2 separate regions of the Lactuca sativa genome follow, and region 1 is linked to region 2. A link is a contact called in public Hi-C data. All regions are on one chromosome and are shown on one strand. Each heading gives the region's core, a stretch centred on a gene start, on an enhancer-like site or on the middle of the called end of the contact. The rest is flanking DNA. Distances are from core to core; before and after follow the strand shown. Region 1 holds the start of LOC111921430 (nucleoside diphosphate kinase). Region 2 holds the start of LOC111921431.

What was found. Hi-C and Micro-C count contacts between places; a contact is called where the count stands out from the background.
Region 1: a contact with region 2 is called in a Hi-C map of seed, with 2.8 times the contacts expected there. The contact joins the promoter of LOC111921430 here to the promoter of LOC111921431 in region 2. A contact is called at or near these places in 2 of 4 Hi-C or Micro-C datasets (leaf and seed).

Annotation. Positions count from the first base shown.
Region 1 is chr1:108,013,803-108,017,199 of Lsat_Salinas_v11, forward strand. LOC111921430 (nucleoside diphosphate kinase) reads right to left here and starts at 2,081. Exons shown (of 4, transcript XM_023917013.3): 1 at 1,938-2,081; 2 at 1,427-1,475; 3 at 364-595. The coding sequence starts at 1,988.
Region 2 is chr1:107,825,337-107,828,844 of Lsat_Salinas_v11, forward strand. It overlaps LOC111921431, which reads right to left and starts at 2,202. Exons shown (of 9, transcript XM_023917015.3): 1 at 1,812-2,202; 2 at 1,101-1,195; 3 at 928-996; 4 at 721-836; 5 at 590-644; 6 at 375-495; 7 at 241-288. The coding sequence starts at 1,905.

The DNA of each region.
Region 1 (3,397 bases), core at 831-3,330, 190 kb after region 2:
TTGTCAGTATCAGATGACTCACTAATCATTAGTCATCTGATATATCTAATGACTTTTAGTTATCCAATATCACATGACTATCGTCATTATCACATAATATCGGATGACTAAAAAGTCATCCGTTAAATGTTATGGTCAAGGTCATCTAATTTCAGATGACCAAAACATTTATCGGATGACTAACTTTTAGTCATCCGATATCATGACTCTAATTACTCCGTCATTATCAAATGACGGAATAAATAGTGATATCAAAGTCGGCCAATAAATGATTTGGTCGTCTTATATGAGATGACCAAAACATTTATATCGGATGACATGATAAGTCATCCGATAAGTGCTCCAGATGGTGTAGGATTTTACCTGCCAATGTCGATGGCAAAGTCACCACGGATGGTGCCAGGGGCAGATTCGGCAGGGTTTGTGGCGCCAATGATCTTGCGGCCAGTGGTAACGACATTCTTGCCCTCCCAAACCATGGCGACAACAGGGCCGGAGATGATGTACTCAACGAGCCCGTTGAAGAAAGGCTTTGAGGACAAATCAGCATAATGCTTCTCAGCAAAAGCTTGGTCAACAGTCAAGAATTTCAAACCTGAATCCAAATAAAATATATAAAGCCACTGTATTATTTTGTTACATAATATTTTGATTTTGATTATTTAATATTAGTTGGGATAGCGTGTTATTTTAATCTTCAAAATTGATTTTTGCTACATTTTACGAAAATTATATATTTACTTTTATTGGCATTTGAATTTCAAAAGAATGATTTAATGAATGTTTGTCTAGAATTGTCACCATTTTCATTGGCAACAAAAAGACAACAAATAATTATGATTATGAAATAATTAAAGCAAAAAAATTACAGTTAATTAGTAAGTTTTAGAATTATGACTATTAATTGTGTCCAAGATTCATTTAAAAATGATCACAAAAATGACCCACCAACAAGAAATTATTGAAACCGATAAAATTATAATGATAAAAAAGAATGTAACTTCAAATTCAAATCTAGCAAAAAGAAAAAGGGAATTTTGTAGTTGATGTGGGCAATCAAATTGGAATAAAGAAATTTTAAAACTGATTTTGATTTTGATGTTTTTGATCCTTGTTGACCAAAATAAAAAGATGCAAAATCACAAAGAATCAAAAAAAAAACAAAAAACTTCAAATTCATAAATCCTTTGAAAACAAACATATAACAAATCCCTTATTAATCACCCTAATTGGGTACCATTACTTCAATTTTCAAAATAAAGATCAAGTAAAATAAAAATAATTGAATGATTTAATAGATTTTTTATCTTTAAACAAAACCCTATTGCCATGATTTAAGGGCCCATTAATTCCTTATTACCTTTAATCTTGTGTTTGTGTGTTTATAGAATGAGAGTTTGACCATGTAATCAAGTAAAAATTGTACCTTTCAAGGAGAAACCTTTCTTCTCAAATCTGCCAATGATTTCACCAACCTAAACAAAATCAAAGTGATTAGAACTTCTAATTTACAATCATGAGTCTAATAAACACAAACAAGATCGACTATTTGATCAGATCTAGAGCAATTATTACATCGTGCAGTGAGACTGTGTTCTTAAATCAAGCAAACTTCAAAATTCTTACTAAATAAGAAGTTCTTGAACTCCTTTTGAATCAACATCTAAACCCAAATAAACTTAATTATCATCGAAACACATCCAGATTCATCGAAAATTAGAAAAATAAACTCGAAACAGAGATGAATAAACGGAAGTTACAAGCAACAAATCTATATTTTGATTTTATAAATAATATTCCAATATTCACGAACCCACAAACGGTTTCGTCGGAATCTAAAAAGGAATCTAAAAAATAGCAAAAAAGCAAAAAGATTTTTAGAATTCAAGTCGAAATTCTAGTGAAGAAGAAGAATAAAGTGAATGAATAAGACTTACAAGGCCTCTTTGAACGCCATCAGGCTTGATCATGATAAAGGTTTGCTCCATCTTTTGAGTTTTTTTGGGTATCTTGAGAATGGACAGCGATGAGAGGTATACGGTGATGTGCCGACGAAAAAGATGATTTATATATGGGAGTGGTCCGCCGTGAGTCGTATTAAACCCTAACCCTAAATACCAGGAATATTCTTCTGTATTTTCACGGTTTTGCCCTTATCGACCAAAAATTAAGCGATTAGATTTCAACCGATCTATCCGTCAAAAACAATCCCATGTTTGAAATTTTAAATTTTAATTGGATTATTAAAGACAAAATTACAAAAATGGTCCTTGTGGTTTGCCAAAAGCAACAAACTTAGTCCCTATCTATTTTTTTTTTATGTGTTTGGCCCTTGTGGTTTGTAAAAGTTGCATTGGAGGTCCTTTTTTTTATAACACCGTCAGTTTGTAACCGTTTGGGGTCATTAATGTGGGGGTATATTCGTCTTTTTATGTTTGGCGCTCATTTAAGATGGAATTAAGCAGTGATATGTCATTAAGCTATCCTCTGATTAACCAGAGTCCAAGAAACCCCCTTCATCTCCACTTCACTTTAGCTTACTGATCATCATGATGATCTTCATCCTTCATCTCTCGCATCCGATTTTAGGGTTTATCAACTAAAAATGGTACTGTGTATGTGGAATTTACGTGGTCCTCATACGATTGCACCCGGCCTTGATAAAGATTACAGTGAGTTGTTTAATCTTTTGTTTGGTGTTTCTTGGTTTGTATATTCAAAGCTCATCGATTTTTATTTTTCAGATGGTCACGACAATTTCTTCACTTTAAAGATACATCATGGTGGATTTTTTACAAAGTTCCCTGGAAGAAAGTACGTCGAGGGAAGGTTGACATTCTTTGACTTTGTTGACATTGATCTTTTTTCAGTTCATGATCTAAATTACATGATTCGTGAGATATGGTATTCTAAGGATGACACAATGTACTATTATAATAGAATTCCTAATCTAGACTTAGATTTTGGATTGAAGGATCTCGAAAATGATCAAGACATTATATCTATGGCTCAATATGTCCCTCAAAACAGAGTGATTGATGTGTACGTTGAACATGGTTCTACAAGACTTCACACTTACTTCATGTCCCCAAGTAAAGTTGTTATTGAGCAACTTGATGATGATCCTTCTCATGAACCTAATAGGATTAGGCCCAAGAAGAAAGGAATTGGTTCTTGTAGCAAGAAATTAGACATGAATGTCCCACTTAAAGAATCAGCTAATCAAGCACAGAGAGAAGATGGTGTGTATGATTTTTCCATGTCCATAGTTCCTTTTGAGCCAAACAAACTAGATGTGGTTAATGAGTTTAAGGATGATTCGTATTTCCCTGTACCAAAAGAAACTGATATAATGCAAGAAATTACAGTTGATATTAATTGTCAGGATCATAGGGAA
Region 2 (3,508 bases), core at 952-3,451:
TTGAGGGTTTTTTAGTGAAACAATAAAAACTTGAGGGTTTTTTCTAAAAAAAAAAGTTGAGGTTTAACCCCAAAAATAAAACCAAATATATAAGGTTTTTTTTTTTATGATATTAATCCTATATTTAATATTTAAAACTTACTAAAAATGAAATTTACTTTTAATTATATATCTTATTATATATCATATCCTAATGGATGCCATTTAACACTTTAGGTCACTTATAATTTAATTATATACCTGAAAGAAACTTTAGAAAGGTTGCTCCAACAAAACTCCGTGGTTTTACTATACATTTAAAACACTATTAGTATAAAAAATAAATAAATTAAGATTCCAAATTTTCTTAAGGATTATTAACATTTTTATCAAACCTGCTTCAAGATCAAGCATCTGAATAAGCATGAATGTGATATTAACTCCAGCTACAGCAAAAGGATATTCCCACATGGCTCTATCACCTTCTTGCTTCCTAAGAAGATCTTGAAATGATTTCTACACAATAAATATCAATCTACTTTTATATATTTGTTTATTATATTTTATAATTTATAACATCCTACTTTCATTTATACTTGGAGGGGTATACCTGGAAATTTCTGGCAAAATATAGTAAATTCTCCAGTGATATGAATCCACCACCCCTATGACAAAACTCCATGGTTTATGAATAGGAAAAGGGAATGATAGGATTCAAGGGCAAAATGGGAATTTTTATACCGAAAATCTGTGGAAGGATCTTTCCCTTGCCAGCCCATTTCTTTCCACTGCTCAGAAATTAGATCACTGAGTTCCTCTTCAGGAAATGCAGCTTTCCACAATGCCTTTAATGCTTCCTACAACAACAAAATAGGTATATTATTGTATTAATGTCAATTCCCTTTTATAAAATTAATAAAATCTTTTTATAGATATAAAGATATGTACCTGATGTTCTGGAATTGAACTATCATAGGCTATGTCTAAACGGTTTTGCAGCCTTTGTAAGCAATCCTCCTGATAACATCAAAGAAAAACAAAGCATAAGTGTAGATCTATAATGTTGTATTGAAAACATATCAAATATATATATCAATCATGTGAAATGGTTTAACAAATACCTCAGCAGGTGTCAAATCAAATGAAGGGCGAGAGTCGCCTTCTTTTCTCTGAACACAAACACATGAAAGGCTTCTGCCAAGCCATGCTGTTGAGCCTGCAACAGCCTCATCTATTACAAGAAGAAGAAGATGACCAGAGCAAGTGAGTTTGTTCTAATTTTACCAAAAGTCATGATGTTGATCAATAGGTATGTAATGGAAATATGGAACAGGATCTATGAAGGCCTCACAGATAGAAAAGTGATGCATATTGTTACAGATGGTGTTTAGAATAAGGGGAAATGAAAACCTAAAGTAGGAATCACTTTATGCTCAAAATGAAATGGAATCGGTCAATCAGAGCACATGAATTGGAATTTGAAATTTGAAATACTTAATTCCGATCAAAAAGCATGAATTGTAAGCAGAGAGATGTAGAGATTTGTTTGATTAGACGCAATAGCAGGCTGAAGCTTTATCCATTTCATCCAATCGAACCAGATTCTTAACTAAAGTCGCTCGCTTGACAGTGATTCAAACTTTATACGCCATTGAAATTTCAGTCTTATACAATCTCGAAGAAAAGTTGGAATTCAATCGATATGTTTACAGTTCTAAGCAAGCTCAACTCGCGACACGAATCAATTCAACCAACACAGATCCAATGTTTTACAAAATCATAATGAAAAGTAACGTAGTTCAACGAATTTAATCGATGGAGATTGTGTATACCTGTTGTATGACAAGCATTGCTTCTATCAAGACCTTGCGAAATCCTCCGAACTGCGACAAATGATCCACCATCGTGTCCTCCTCTATCATCCATTCCCAGAAAATAAAAACACACACAGAGAGACACAAAATACACACACACACACACTATAGGTTCATTTCCACCATTTTCAACCTGAAATACCGGCGAAGCATATCTTCAATTTGGCAATAAAATATTGAATCAACAAGAAAATCTAATCCGACGCATTTATATAATGCGATGAAGTTCATATGAGATTGAGAGAGCGAGAGGTCAACTTAATTTTGACCGGATGTCGGTCAAGAGTTGACTATGTATTATGACTCCATTGATGCTTAAAGAAATACACATTTTAATCCGATTCCAATCCTTAGCACGTTTGGTTCATGATTCTAGGGAATCCCCTACCTGATTGAAATTATGATTTTATATTGAGGTGACTTTTGTTATTTGATAAATGAAAAATCAATTTGATCTTTATCCAATTTAAGTAAGTATGGATAATGCTCTTGAAAATGGTTTGGGAGTATAATGAATTTTTTATTTTATTTATATATAGGTAATTTTTTTTTTTTAATATGATCAGGGCCGGATTTAGGGGGTCACCAGTGGACAACCCATAAATTTTCCGGCCGTAATGGAAAAATTTTGAAAATTTTTAAAAAATTTATTTTTTCTATTGTCGTGTAACCCATTAACTTTCCCGTGCAAACCTTATTATGAAATCTTGCGTCCGCTCCTGAATATGATTGACCATCAAATTTATTAAATATGTTTAAATATTATAGTTAAACATATTATAGTGTCACATTATTTTAGGTAACAATAATTATATTTGAATATATTTAACAAATTACATAGTTAATTGTGTAAAAACAAAGTTTAATTATAAACAAAATGAAAAGTTTATGACCGACCGAAGTCATTTTCATTTTCATTTTATGGTGTTGTCTATATGGAGGTTGAGATTGATATTAGAAGTCCTCCTTTGAGCTCGACTTCCATAGTCACACTTAACAATTTATATATTCAATTCAAGTCCATGAACTTGAAAAATAGAATTTAAAAAAGAAGTAATGGATTGTTAGAGTTTTTCTTCAAATTGGGTGCACTCAAAAGGAGAAAGTGTGGGTAATCTATGTTTGATGTGGTTAGCATCTTAAACATATATTCTTGGATCTTGTGTTCAATGATTTTGATATAATACTCATGAAAACAAAAACATAAATTAAAAAAAAAAATTATTAAACTACATTTAAAGTTTTATTTTTTAGAATCGAATTTTATCTTCTCTTGTATAACTAGTAATGGTTATATATATATATATATATATATATATATATATATATATATATATATATATAGAGAGAGAGAGAGAGAGAGAGAGAGAGAAATTCATGTATAAACTTCATATATTGTGTGAATGTATGGTCAGTTCTAGACCAATTATTTGATAGGAGAAAATTTAGAATTTTACTATTAATTAATTTATTATCTAAATTAAAAAACTGATAAATAAAGAAGTAATCAATGTGTAACGACCGTCAATTGAGGTGTTAATTATTAATTATTTCTTAAATTATTGTTGGGTCTAATGTGGATAAAATGACTTTTGGTTTGGACTCAAACAAATGGGCCAAGGATCTGGGCCGCCCATAAGAGGTACGCTACGCGT